2 separate regions of the Macaca mulatta genome follow, and region 2 is linked to region 1. Evidence: chromatin contacts called from public Hi-C data. All regions are on one chromosome and are shown on one strand. The core of a region is the stretch at or near the end of the contact, and the rest is flanking DNA. Distances in the headings are between cores, read along the strand shown. Region 1 has its middle 36 kb from the start of TTC32. Region 2 holds the start of OSR1 (odd-skipped related transcription factor 1).

The links. A called contact is a pair of places that touch in the nucleus more often than the background predicts.
Region 2: a contact with region 1 is called in a Hi-C map of cortical neurons, with 5 times the contacts expected there. The contact joins the promoter of OSR1 here to the enhancer-like site in region 1. A contact is called at or near these places in 6 of 14 Hi-C or Micro-C datasets (blood, cortical neurons, fetal cortex germinal zone and 3 more).

Annotation. Positions count from the first base shown.
Region 1 is chr13:105,166,768-105,172,320 of T2T-MMU8v2.0, forward strand. No RefSeq gene overlaps it. Among named protein-coding and RNA genes, the nearest start is that of TTC32, 36 kb to the left of the region's middle. Within about 2 kb of position 3,439, at least 16 of the 40 cell types and tissues checked have an H3K27ac peak or open chromatin away from gene starts, as enhancers often do. A contact at or near this core is called in cortical neurons, where this site is marked.
Region 2 is chr13:105,681,819-105,687,371 of T2T-MMU8v2.0, forward strand. OSR1 (odd-skipped related transcription factor 1) reads left to right here and starts at 3,196. Exons shown (of 3, transcript XM_077960108.1): 1 at 3,196-3,397.

The DNA of each region.
Region 1 (5,553 bases), core at 2,189-4,688:
GGGCCTCCCAACAGTCTGAATAGCATCCTGTTGCTGCAGCTCCATGGTCTCTGCTTTGCGCCCTTGAGTTGTTGAGATCTGCAGACTGGTTTTACTCCATGGATGCTTTACAAGTGTTGCCTCTTTAGGGGTAGTGGCTACATGAACAGAAATTGTACCATACTTTCATTTCTATTTGGTTGCTACTTCTCTTGATGCTTTAACTGTTACTTATACCCATAAATTAGCTGGAGGGATTTGGGACACACCACCCTACAACATGAAGCCTGTAGAAACTGAGTTCTTGGACAGGACAAGAAAAGACATGATTTCGTTTCTTTTTTGAGACACAGTCTCACTCTGTTGCCCAGGCTGGAGTGTAGTGGTACAATCTTGGCTCACTGCAGCCTCTGCCTCCCAGGTTCAAGCAATTCTCCTGCTTCAGCCTCCTGAGTAGCTGGGATTACAGGCAGGCACCACCATGCCCAGCTGATTTTTGCATTTATAGTAGAGACGGGGTTTCACTGTGTTGGCCAGGGTGGTCTCGAACTCCTAATCTCAGGTGATTCGCCCACCTCAGCCTCTCAAAGTGCTGGAATTACAGGCGTGAGCCACTGTGCCCGGCCAAGGCATGGATTTCTAAGTGCTGTATATCTGGGTATGGTCTCATTTAAGAATTCTGCAAAAAGATCTAGTGCTAGCTTGTCCACTGATAGACACTAGCACATGCAACTACTGAACGCTTGAAGTGTCACGAGTGTTACTGAGGAAATGAATTTCTCATTTGAATTCATTTAAAATAAAAAATACTGGCTGGGTACAGTGGCTCACACCTACAATCTCAGCACTTTGGAAGGCCCAGGTGGGAGGATCACTTGAGTCCAGGAGTTCAAGATCAACCTGGATAACATCGTGAGACCTCATGTCTACAAAAAATAGAAAAAAATTAGCTGGGGATGGTGGTGCACGCCTGTGGTCCCAGCTACTCAGGAAGCTGAGGTGGGAGGATTGCTTGAGCCTGGGAAGTCAAGGCTGCAGTGAGCTATGATCTCACCACTGCACTCCAGCCTGGGTGACAGAGCAACACCCTATCTCCAACAACAACAACAATAACAACAACAAACCCAACGCCAACAATTCAGTTACTAAAAAATTTTGAGGTAGGGCCGTGGAGTGGGTGAAGTGAACTCACACTTCATGTGAGCACTTTGTTTGGAACAACGAATTCACGTTTAACATATGCGAATCTGCCACTGCAAAATTTATGAAATCTAAATACAGATAAAGTATTTTCGATGAAAATTTAGCACCCAAATTGAGATGAGTAAGTGTTAAAGATATACCAGATTTTGAAGAGTTGGTATAAATAAAATAATGTAAAGTACCTCTAACATTTTCATATTGTGTCAAGATGATAATATTTTGGATATACTGGGTCAAATAAAATAATATTAAACAATTTCACCTGCTTCTACCATTTACTTGCTCTGTGGTTTTGGGCAATTCCCCTCCAGTCTCCAGGCCTCTGTTTCTCCTTATCTAAAGTCACTGAGTGGAAAGGTCCTTTGGGCTCATCTCAGGCTGTGGCTGAGGGAGGATGAGGACACTTAGTGGGAGGGGTAGTTCTCCAGCCATACTGTAAGGCTGGGTCTTGGGAGGCCACAGCCCCTAGCACAACAGGAATGCCCACCCCTACCCCTAGCAGGAGGGTTCATCTTCCCAGGGCTTGAAAGTAAGATTTACTTGACACACACTGCCTAAGAAGTGGCTCTGAGCTTGGTCTGTTGGTTCTGTCCAAGGCACTAACAACCACATCCTTTTAGCTTCTTGAGCCCTTCCTTCCTCTCCACTGAGTGCTTCTGAGCTGGGCGGGGCTAGGACCTGCCCTATCCTCTGTCCCTGGACTCCAGGGCTCTGCCTTGGACCTGCCTGAGTAAGGGAGCAAGTAGAGGGGCCTGCCCTGCTCTTCTCTGGGCTTTCCCAGTCTTCTCCAGGCAGCTGGAGGGTGGGGATGAGGGCAACAGGGGACAGGAGCTTCTAGGATGGATACTTGGGGTTCCAGGCTGGAGAATTGTGCTGGGTTGGGAGGATCAGTGTGAACTTGATCCTGAGGCAGTCAGCGAGGGGCCCTGGGCAGCTTGCGTGTGTATGTGTTGGGGTGCGGCTGTGATCAGGGCTGTGTGAGATGAACGGCACAGGCTCTGCAGAACAGCAGAGGCGGGAGATGTCTCTGATCTTGATCACTTAATTCCACATACCTGGGGCTGCCTGAGATATGGTGCAGCTGTTTTCTGTGGTGCTGCTATGCAGACCAAGCTACAGAAGAGCCTGCCACCACTGAGTACCTGTTATGGGAAAGGTTCCACGAAGCGAGCTTTACCCACCTGCCATCATTGAATCTCCGTGGTAACCCAAGAGAGGAAAGGCCCCATAGAGAAATGCCCAAGGCTGCAGAGCTGGGAGGGGCAGAGATCGGATTTGAACCCAGCTCTGTCTGATATCAAGGCTCGGGGTCTTGAAGACAAGTTGCTCACCCAGGATGCGGTGGCTCACGCCTGTAATCCCAGCACTTGGGAGGCCCCAGGCGGGTGGATCACTTGAGGCCAGGAGTTTGTGACCAATCTGGCTAACATGATGAAATCCCCTCTCTATTAAAAATACAAAAATTAGCCTGGTGTGGTGGCACGCACCTGTAATCCCAGCTACTCGGGAGGCTGAGGCAAGAGAATCGTTGGAACCTGGGAGGCAGAGGCTGCAGTGAGCCGAGATCGCGCCATTGCACTACAGCGCGGGCGACAGAGTGAGACTACATCTCAAAAAAACAAAACCAAACTACACACACACAAAACACAAACAAAAAACAAGTTGCTCACCCTTAGCTGCACATGTCCTCAGAAGTGGTTCGCTATAACCCCAGTGTCCCTGGCTTCAGGGATGGGAATCGGGGAGGGGTGGGGCTTGTCCAGGTCCTGGAGCAGAGCCAGGCCTGGAGCCCAGGTGGCGCTGAGTTCGCTCTGCCCCTGACGCCAGTCCCTGGACCCTGCGGTGTGTGTTCCCAGGGCGGGCAAGAAGGCCCTTAGAGGGTGAGTCAGGCTGTCCGCAGGCGGCCTGAGGGGTCTGAAAGGGAGGGGCCAAGCGGCCTAGCTCATGCGCGGTTTGCTCTTTAAACAGCTGCGCAGGTCGTCAGATGGCCTGTGAAGCTGGAGGAGGCCTTGCTGTCCCTCCTGGGACCGGGAGTCTCAACTTGCAGTCCAGAGGACATGGGACTCAAATCGGACTCGGCCACCTCCTCCTGGCCTGAGGCTGGCGGATCAGGCGCTGCTGCCACCCACCTTTGGGTTCGAGCAGGTCATTTTCCACATGGCCACTGGGTGTCGCCCTCGCTCCACGAGTGGGCCGCCCTCGCCTCCGTCCCTGGCTCCTTGAGCGCCTATTGCGTGCTGGCCTGTTCCGCGCGGGGAGGTGGCCCCTTGGCCAGGCTCTGTTCTGAAGGCAGACGGGCCTGACTCAGCCGGAGATGGTGCTGTTGCTCCCTGTAAATGAAAGCTGTTTGCAGACAACAGCAGGATGTATCCAGACTGTGTAAGAGCATGCTTTCCTGTGGATGATATGGTTTCGCCCTGTGTCTCCACCCAAATCTCATGTTGAATTTTAATCCTCATGTGTCAGGGAAGGACCTGGTGGGAAGTGATTGGATCAGGAGGGCGGTTCCCCGCTGCTGTTTGTTCTCGTGATAGTGAGTGAGTTCTCACGAGATCTGATGGTTTAAAAGTGTTTGGCACATTCCCCCGTCTCTTCCTCTTACCTGCCACCATGTGAAGTGAGGCTGCCTCGCTTTCCCCTTCCGCCATGATTGTAAATTTCCTGAGGCCTCCCAGCCATGCGGCAACTGTGAGTCAATTAAACCTACTTTACTTACAAATTACCCAGTCTCGGGCAGTTCTTTATAGCAGTGTGAAAAGAGACTAATATAGTGGAGGTCTCGGCTATGTGGTCTTGGAGGCTTACCTGTTTAAGGAGCCTCCAGGTCTCTTGGTGTCAGCTATTACTTTTGTGCCCTAGCTCTCCCTCCCTGGGGCTTGGGAGTGCTGATAACGAGGCCCTATGCCTTATCCAGCAGGGATTGAAGAGCCGCTGAGGTCTAGTCACGTGAGCATTGCTGAGCACCGTGGAAAAACCACCGCCCATGGGCCCGCGCCTCACAGGTGCAGGGAGTCCTCACTGGACCATCTGAATGTGCTGGGAGGCAGGTGGAAGAGACCATCAGCCACCATCCCCGGGCCATCCACGCCACAGGTGAGTCAGCTGAGGCCACACAGGACAATGACTTGCTCAAGGGTTACTCAGCTGATTGGGGCTTTCTCCTCTGCCTCAGTTTCACCCCAGAAAAGGTGCTGATCACAGGCTAAGTCGTGATATCCCCAAATTCACATGTTGATGTTCTAACCTCCAATAACTCAGAATGTGATGAAATAAGGAAATAAAAAATTTCAAATAAGGAAATACAGTGGTTGAAGACACAGTTAGTTAAGGCAAGGTCATAGTGAAGTCAGGTGGGCCCCTAATCCAATGTGACAGGTGTCCTTGTAAAGCGGGGACATTGGACACACCAGGGAGGCAAGAGGCCATGCACATCTGCTGTTTAAGCTGCTCCGTCTGTGTGGCATTGTTGTGGCAGCCCCAGCAAGCAAATCCAGTGCCCAAACCTGGGGGACTGCTCCCGCCCCTGGACTCTGCCCTCTTGAGCCTCCCACTATGACCCCTAGCTTTTGTCTCCTTACTTGGCCCTCTGGCTGAACAACTCCTCTTTCTCTTCCCGCTGCTTCCAAACCTCGTATTGTGCTCTGTGTTCCAAAATGACCCAGCCCGCATCACTTCCCAAACAAATCTATTTTTTCAGAAAGTTGAATTCTAGCAGAAGGCAGCAGGAAAGCAGCCTGATCAAGCTGATTCACACTAAGGGTGAGTGACTAACACATGGGTAGTGTGATTCCAGGGAATGGCCTCACTTAGCTCTTCCAGGACACTTACATGTTCAAAGAGGAGTTTGTTAATTCCTGAAGAGGCCCTTTTGCCAATGGAGATTATTTTATAATGTGAATGTTTGTCCCCATTACAAGTGACTCAGTTAACAAGTTAGCATGTTTTCTTTTTGTGTCTGTGCTGCTGACTCAGGGGCCTAGGACTGGCTCTGGCTTCTTACAGGCAGGTGTCCTCTTTGGAGGCCACCCCCAGCATCCCCACTGACAGTGGAAGCCTGAGCCCTCTTTCCCACTTTCCTCCTCAGTAGGAAGGACCAAGACCACAGCCCTGCCCAGCGCTCCCTGCCTCTTGTCCCCACGCCCCCGTGGCTCCACTCTGGTTTTGTAAGAGTGGGCTTGCTCGTTCGCTGTGATAGGGCTGCTTTTAGCCTCCCTGACCAGACAGGTTGCCCCTGGGGCTGAATGTGTAGCCTCCTGGGAGTGGGGCTGTGTGGAAGTGGTGATGCCCAGGAAGTGTGGCACGGGGCACTGCACGTCTGACTTTAATAAGCTATGGCCTTCAGCTGTGGAAGCCTGGTGGTGTGGGGAACTG
Region 2 (5,553 bases), core at 1,946-4,445, 510 kb after region 1:
AGACCCCCAAATGTCTGCAAAATAGTTACAGGAAGTAGTTGCGTTGGAAGCAAAAATTCTCAAGTGCTGAGCAAATTCCATTTGAAAGAATGAGGTCCTTTTTTTTTTTTTTTTTTTAGGCTATGGGGTGCGGAGAGGTGGGGTTCATTTTTTTTTTAACCCAAAACAACTCAAAGCAATATAGACCACATTCTAGTTAATTTTCTGGAAGCTGCTCGCTTTTCACTCCGAAGACAGACTGGGGCGCTTTCCCAAAGAGCAGGAATCTGGAGAGGGGCTGGGGTTTGGCATGGAGACAGGAGCAGCGGCAGTCACCACCCCAGGCGTGCCCAGGAAAAGGCGGCAGCAGGGCTTGCTGCGGTACTGGGTTCAGTGCGGTCCATAGTCCGGAGGCCCGGGCAGACGGAGGGATCGCTCCCCTGACGGACCTCACACCGACTGGCGGGTTGTGGAGCGGAGCGCCGGACAGAGAGGTGGAGGCCTGGTCTCTACTGCGGGGACCCTTCTTCTAGGCTGCCCGGTCCCAGCCGAGTCTGGGACTACTCGGGCGCCCGCGGTTGCGCCCCGAAGGCAGTGAGCGAGAGAGCTAGAAAGAGCCGCGGCGGAGTTCGCGCCGGCTGGAGTCCTCAGCCTCAGAGCTAGCAGAAGTTACAGCCGCGGTGGCAGAGTGCGCTGGACTCCCAGTAATGAGATGGGAGTTTTGTCACCTTCGTTGGGTTTCCAGGAGGACAGAACTGTTGGGTTACCGAGGACGGTTACCAAATTCGAAACGTGACGTCCTCGCTAGTCCTAAACACATCTAACCTTGCTTAAAAAGTACCCTTGTTGTTCTTAGGTGTCCTGAGTCCTGCCCTTGTCAATCCATCCAAGCCGTAGTCCGGCACCACGCTGCGACCCAGGGCCCGCTTAATGTGATCAGTTTCTCTTAAATAGGCGGGGGATGGGATACCCCAGCACTGAGCGGCCAGATGAGGGATTCTTAGCTTCCTGGGCTTCTTCCTGCCTGCCCCCGCCCAGAGGGAACCCCGACTCTGGTTGGCCTCCTGTGGAGATCGAGGCTAGGGTTTGGGGGTCACCCCCTTGGGAGCGCAGAGTGGGATGGAGGACTTTTCAGCTCCTAGCAATTCTTGAATTTCGTTATCCTGGCTCTCTGAGGCTGTGCATTGTCAGCGACCTAGGAGACACTTCTCTGAAGCCAGGCTTCTGAAACAGGTGAGCCCTTGTGGAGGGCCATCCTCACCAGCGCTCAGGTACACGCTGGCCTTGTCCTGTTCTGGTCTTGCTGACCAGCTCCAGGCAGAGGTGGTCATGATTCCTCTGGGAGGCATAGCCTGGGGGACCAACACCAACCTTGCTTCCAACACCCTGCTCTACATCCACTGAGGTCTAGAGACCTCTACATCCACTGAAGTCTAGAGACCTGAGTCAGGATCAGTTTTCAAGATAATCTGTCAAAGCAGTGGTGAAACAATTCGGTTGCGCGTTTCTTCTTTAAGATCAGGGACACTTTCTCTCCAAGAGCTCTTTAGGGATCCTACTACTTAGAGCTTTCTGGAAGTCCTGAGGCATATTGGCCAAGAGCCCTGTTTTAGAAGAGAAAGACAAAGAGAAACATAAAAAAAGCCCGGTTGAGCTGTGAGGGGTGCATAGCAGAAGATTAGGTATTTACACCCCAGGAGGTTCCATCCCATCTGAATGACCAGCCACTGTTCCTAAGTGATCTGCACAGCCAGAGGCCCTATTGTATGGGCATTTTTTTTTCCTTCTTAACTTTTGCTGCTGGTAGTGGAGGTTACCCAAGCTTTGCTTATTTGGAGAGCCTGAGGCTGGAACAAGCACACTCCCTGTGCCCCAAGTGGAAGCCAGCAAAGTTCAACATTGGCCTTTGTAGACTTGCCCTCCAGGCCTTTCCTTGCTCTTGAAGCTTGCTGTTCTGGAATCTCTAGGAAGGAGGTGTGATCTCAGTTCCCTTCTCTTCCAAGGGTTCTCACTCTAGCAAGAATGTCACTGCATCCTAGCAACTGCTAAGATTCCAGGAACACGGACAAACTTATGTGAATCTCTTACTTCTGCACTGACCTAAGGCACTGGGTAAGAGGGTTCGCTGCAGCAAATATTGCACCCTCTCTTACTCCTCCTCAAACAAGACAAAGTTACCCAGGAGTTGGAAGCTAGATTCTGTTCTAAAGGCCTAGGGATATAAGCAAACCCTCATCCAACTATGCCTTTGGGGGAGGGGAGTCTTCATGACCATCTCCCTAGGTCAGGTATTACAACCTTCTTCACCTCCCAAGAAAATCAGATTTGCAAACCAAAGCTGGAGATAGCAGAAACTCCTTGGGAGAGAGGCAGTACCAATACTTAGGGACCTATGGAAGCTAGAATCCAGCTCCAAGGGTCACTCAGCAGCAACGCTGGGGCGAAGGCAGAGAGTGCAGTTGTGTGATCTGGACCCACTCAAGTCTTGGGAAACCAGAGACGCCTCCTGTGCCAAACCCAAGGCCTGGAAGGGTATTCCAGAAAGGCATTAGGCAGGGATTGGGCTGGGGTCAGCCGGAGGTCAGCTTTCAGAGATGAGTAGCCAAGGGGGTGTTGGTACCCTCCATAAAGCCTAGGCAATGAAGACAGAATTTTTAATGTCTAGACTCTGATTCCTTTCCGATTAAGGACTCCACCTGAACCAGCTCCTTGACTCAGAAGCCCTGGAACTGACAACTTTGCAACTCGGCTGGCTTGCCAGTGCAGCTCTCTAAACTCCGATCCATCCTAAAACAAATATGTGAGTAGAGAGTGCCACTGTGTATTAGGGTGAAATCTCAGAGAATTCTGGGCCCCAGGAAAATAACTTTCCTGACCTTTCACTACTCTTTATTCTTTCTACTGGACTCCAGGACTTAGGGTCTGGGGTCAGCCATAAGCACTCGGACGTTACAGCTCGCTTGCTTCGGTGACCCTGGCCCTCCCGCACCAGAAATTAACCAGCGCTGCCTGGGTTAACACCCTGGCCCCCAGCACGCTTGGATGTGCAGGAGCTGCTCCACACTCGGGGTCTGCTGCCTCTGGAAAGAGATTCTGGGAGGAAGGCGACTCTGTCAGGCGCCAAAGTGCATTGAAACCCAAGCCGCGGTGTGAGGATCCCGGTGCACAGAGCTACAGCCCCTCCCTCCCTCTCTTCTCCCAGAGAGCACGGGCTGTGTCCTAGGAGTCCAAGTATAGGACCTCGAAACGTGCGGTGCCAGCCCGCTCTCATCTGCTAGGGACCGTTTCCTCCAGCGCGCCAGGCGTGCCCCTCTGGACCTAAAAAGGCAGAAGGGGTCGCGTGGGACTGAAGAGGAGGGGACGCAGGTTGGGAGAGGCCGGGTCCAAGCGAGTGCAGCTGCCAAAGTCTGCTGCCCGGGTCAGCAAAAACTTTGTCTTTCATTGCGCAGGCGCATGGCAGGGTTGGGGGGCAGGGGAGGGAGGAGAGGAATCCTGAGGCAAGGGGCGGGGGTGAGGGTGGTGGAGGAGGGAGGGTGGTGGATTAAAATAAGTAGGCGGCTCGGTGCTAAGGGATGAGTGAGTCGGAGCTCGGCCTCTCCCCGGCACGTTCTCAGCTGCTCCTGGTTCAGACCCAGCGAGGGAGCTGCGAGCGAGGCTCACCATCCCGGGCGGGCAGGACCCGGGGCTGCTGAGCGCTCGCTCCCGCGTGTCCGACGCTTAGAGTCCCCGCGGCAGGAGAGGAGTAGGGACTCTAGAGCTCCAGGGGCGCCTGTGGGCTCCAGCGCCTCCGGCTTCCCCAGTTCCCTTCTGCTAAAGCCCCAGAGACGTGCTCAGCCCCGGGACCTCTGCGGAACAAGGTAATTGCAGTCCTGGGCGCCCGGGCTCAGCAAGGCGAATGCGGGCAGGACTCCCAGGTTCCTTGTCACTGCGCGGCGGGTGTCTCCTCTCTCTCAATGCCCCCAAGGAAGCTCTTGACAGATGAATGCTGCAGGACTTTTGTGAAAGTGAGAGCAGGGTGGTTGGGGGTGCTGGCTCAGGACTTCCCGCGCGGGGTCCTCGGTCTCTGACCGCCGGGGATTGAGGGGGCGGGCCTCAGCTACTGCCGCCAGCCCGCCCGGCTGTGCGGAATCCCGGGCGAGGTGCCCACGGACTTTGAAAGTCAATATGCGGGCCCCCTTTAAGAAACCAGAGCAACTTCAGCGGGCACAAACTTTCCCGAGACGCGCTCCTATCTCTGGCTGACGCCTCGGCTGACGAAGAAGGAAGGGAGAGGGAGTGAATGGCCACAGCCGCAGCCGACCGCGCCAGGGACAGGTGCATGCCCCAGCCCGGTAGCGCTTTCGTTCAAGTTTGTCTTTTGAGGAGTTGCGCTCTGGTATGAGGCCGACTAGACCCGAGAGCGCAGGGCCGCGAGTCTGAACCCCGCCTGGCACTTGCGCTCTGACTTAGGGATATTCTCCATAGGATGATTGCTCTGTGTCGTCAAGGCCTGGAGCGGAACCCTTGATTGTCCTGGTGCAGGGAGGCAATGCTGTGGGGCGCAAGGACTGCTTTCCACTTCGAGACTCAAACACAGCACTAGTGGAAACTCTGTGGAGCCGCAGTGTCTCCGGGCTGGGAACTGGAAAAGTTGTTACTCCCCTGACTGTCAGCTAATCCAGCCGTCAGGATAGAAAGAACGGGAAAGGGGTGAGGGCCTGCCTCCTGAACTAATTTCTCCTCCGAAATGTCTCGGATAAGAATGAAAAACCACGTTTAGTCCTTTTGCAGCAGCTCAGGCAGTAGCGGGTTGGGCTCTCAGTGTGTAAAGTAGCCGCGAGGGTTTCTTTGTTGCCACAATTTGGTAAATTTCACCCAGGCTAAGAGCTGCGCATTGGCTCTGGGGAACAAAACCACGTGCAAGGCTAGGTGTCCCAGCTTCACAGCCCCCTAGGGAAGAGAAGGGCTGGAGGGGACTAGCAGCGACTGGCGGCGGGTAGATGTTCCATCCCAGGCTCCTCGAGGTAACTGCTGTTTTATTAAGATTGGGGAATGGATCGCCGAGGACGCAGAGGACATTTAAGTGCAGCCGGATGGCCGCCTTACCGATGGGTTCGTTAGATCTCGTTTGTTGGGAGAATGCTACAGAAGTATCCGGTGCGGTCAGTCCTCTTCACAGGGGTCCGGACGCCTGTCACCACTCATTGGAGATTCGATGTCAAGGCTGATTTTCTTGGGTTTCTTCTGGGCTCCCCCAGGCGCAAGCTCGTGGAGTTCGCTCCCATCCTCATTAATGCAAGCAGTTAACTTGCTCACGCTCAATTAGCCCCAAATAAACCACTTTAATAGACTCTGCACACTTCATTAATGCCCGGCATAGGACTGGCGGCAGACCTGGGATTGGCGCTCCACCGCGCGAGGAGCGCGAGTGCCCGCACTGCGCAGGGACCCGGGATCCCGTGCGCGAATTGCCTCTGCTGTGCGTGGTCGGGTCCCCTTATTCTTTCCCCCAGGTCCCGAGGCCCAAGCTGTTTGAGGAATGGATGCTTAGCCCGGGGAAGGGTTTTCCATACTGTGTTTAAAGATCGAAAGTAT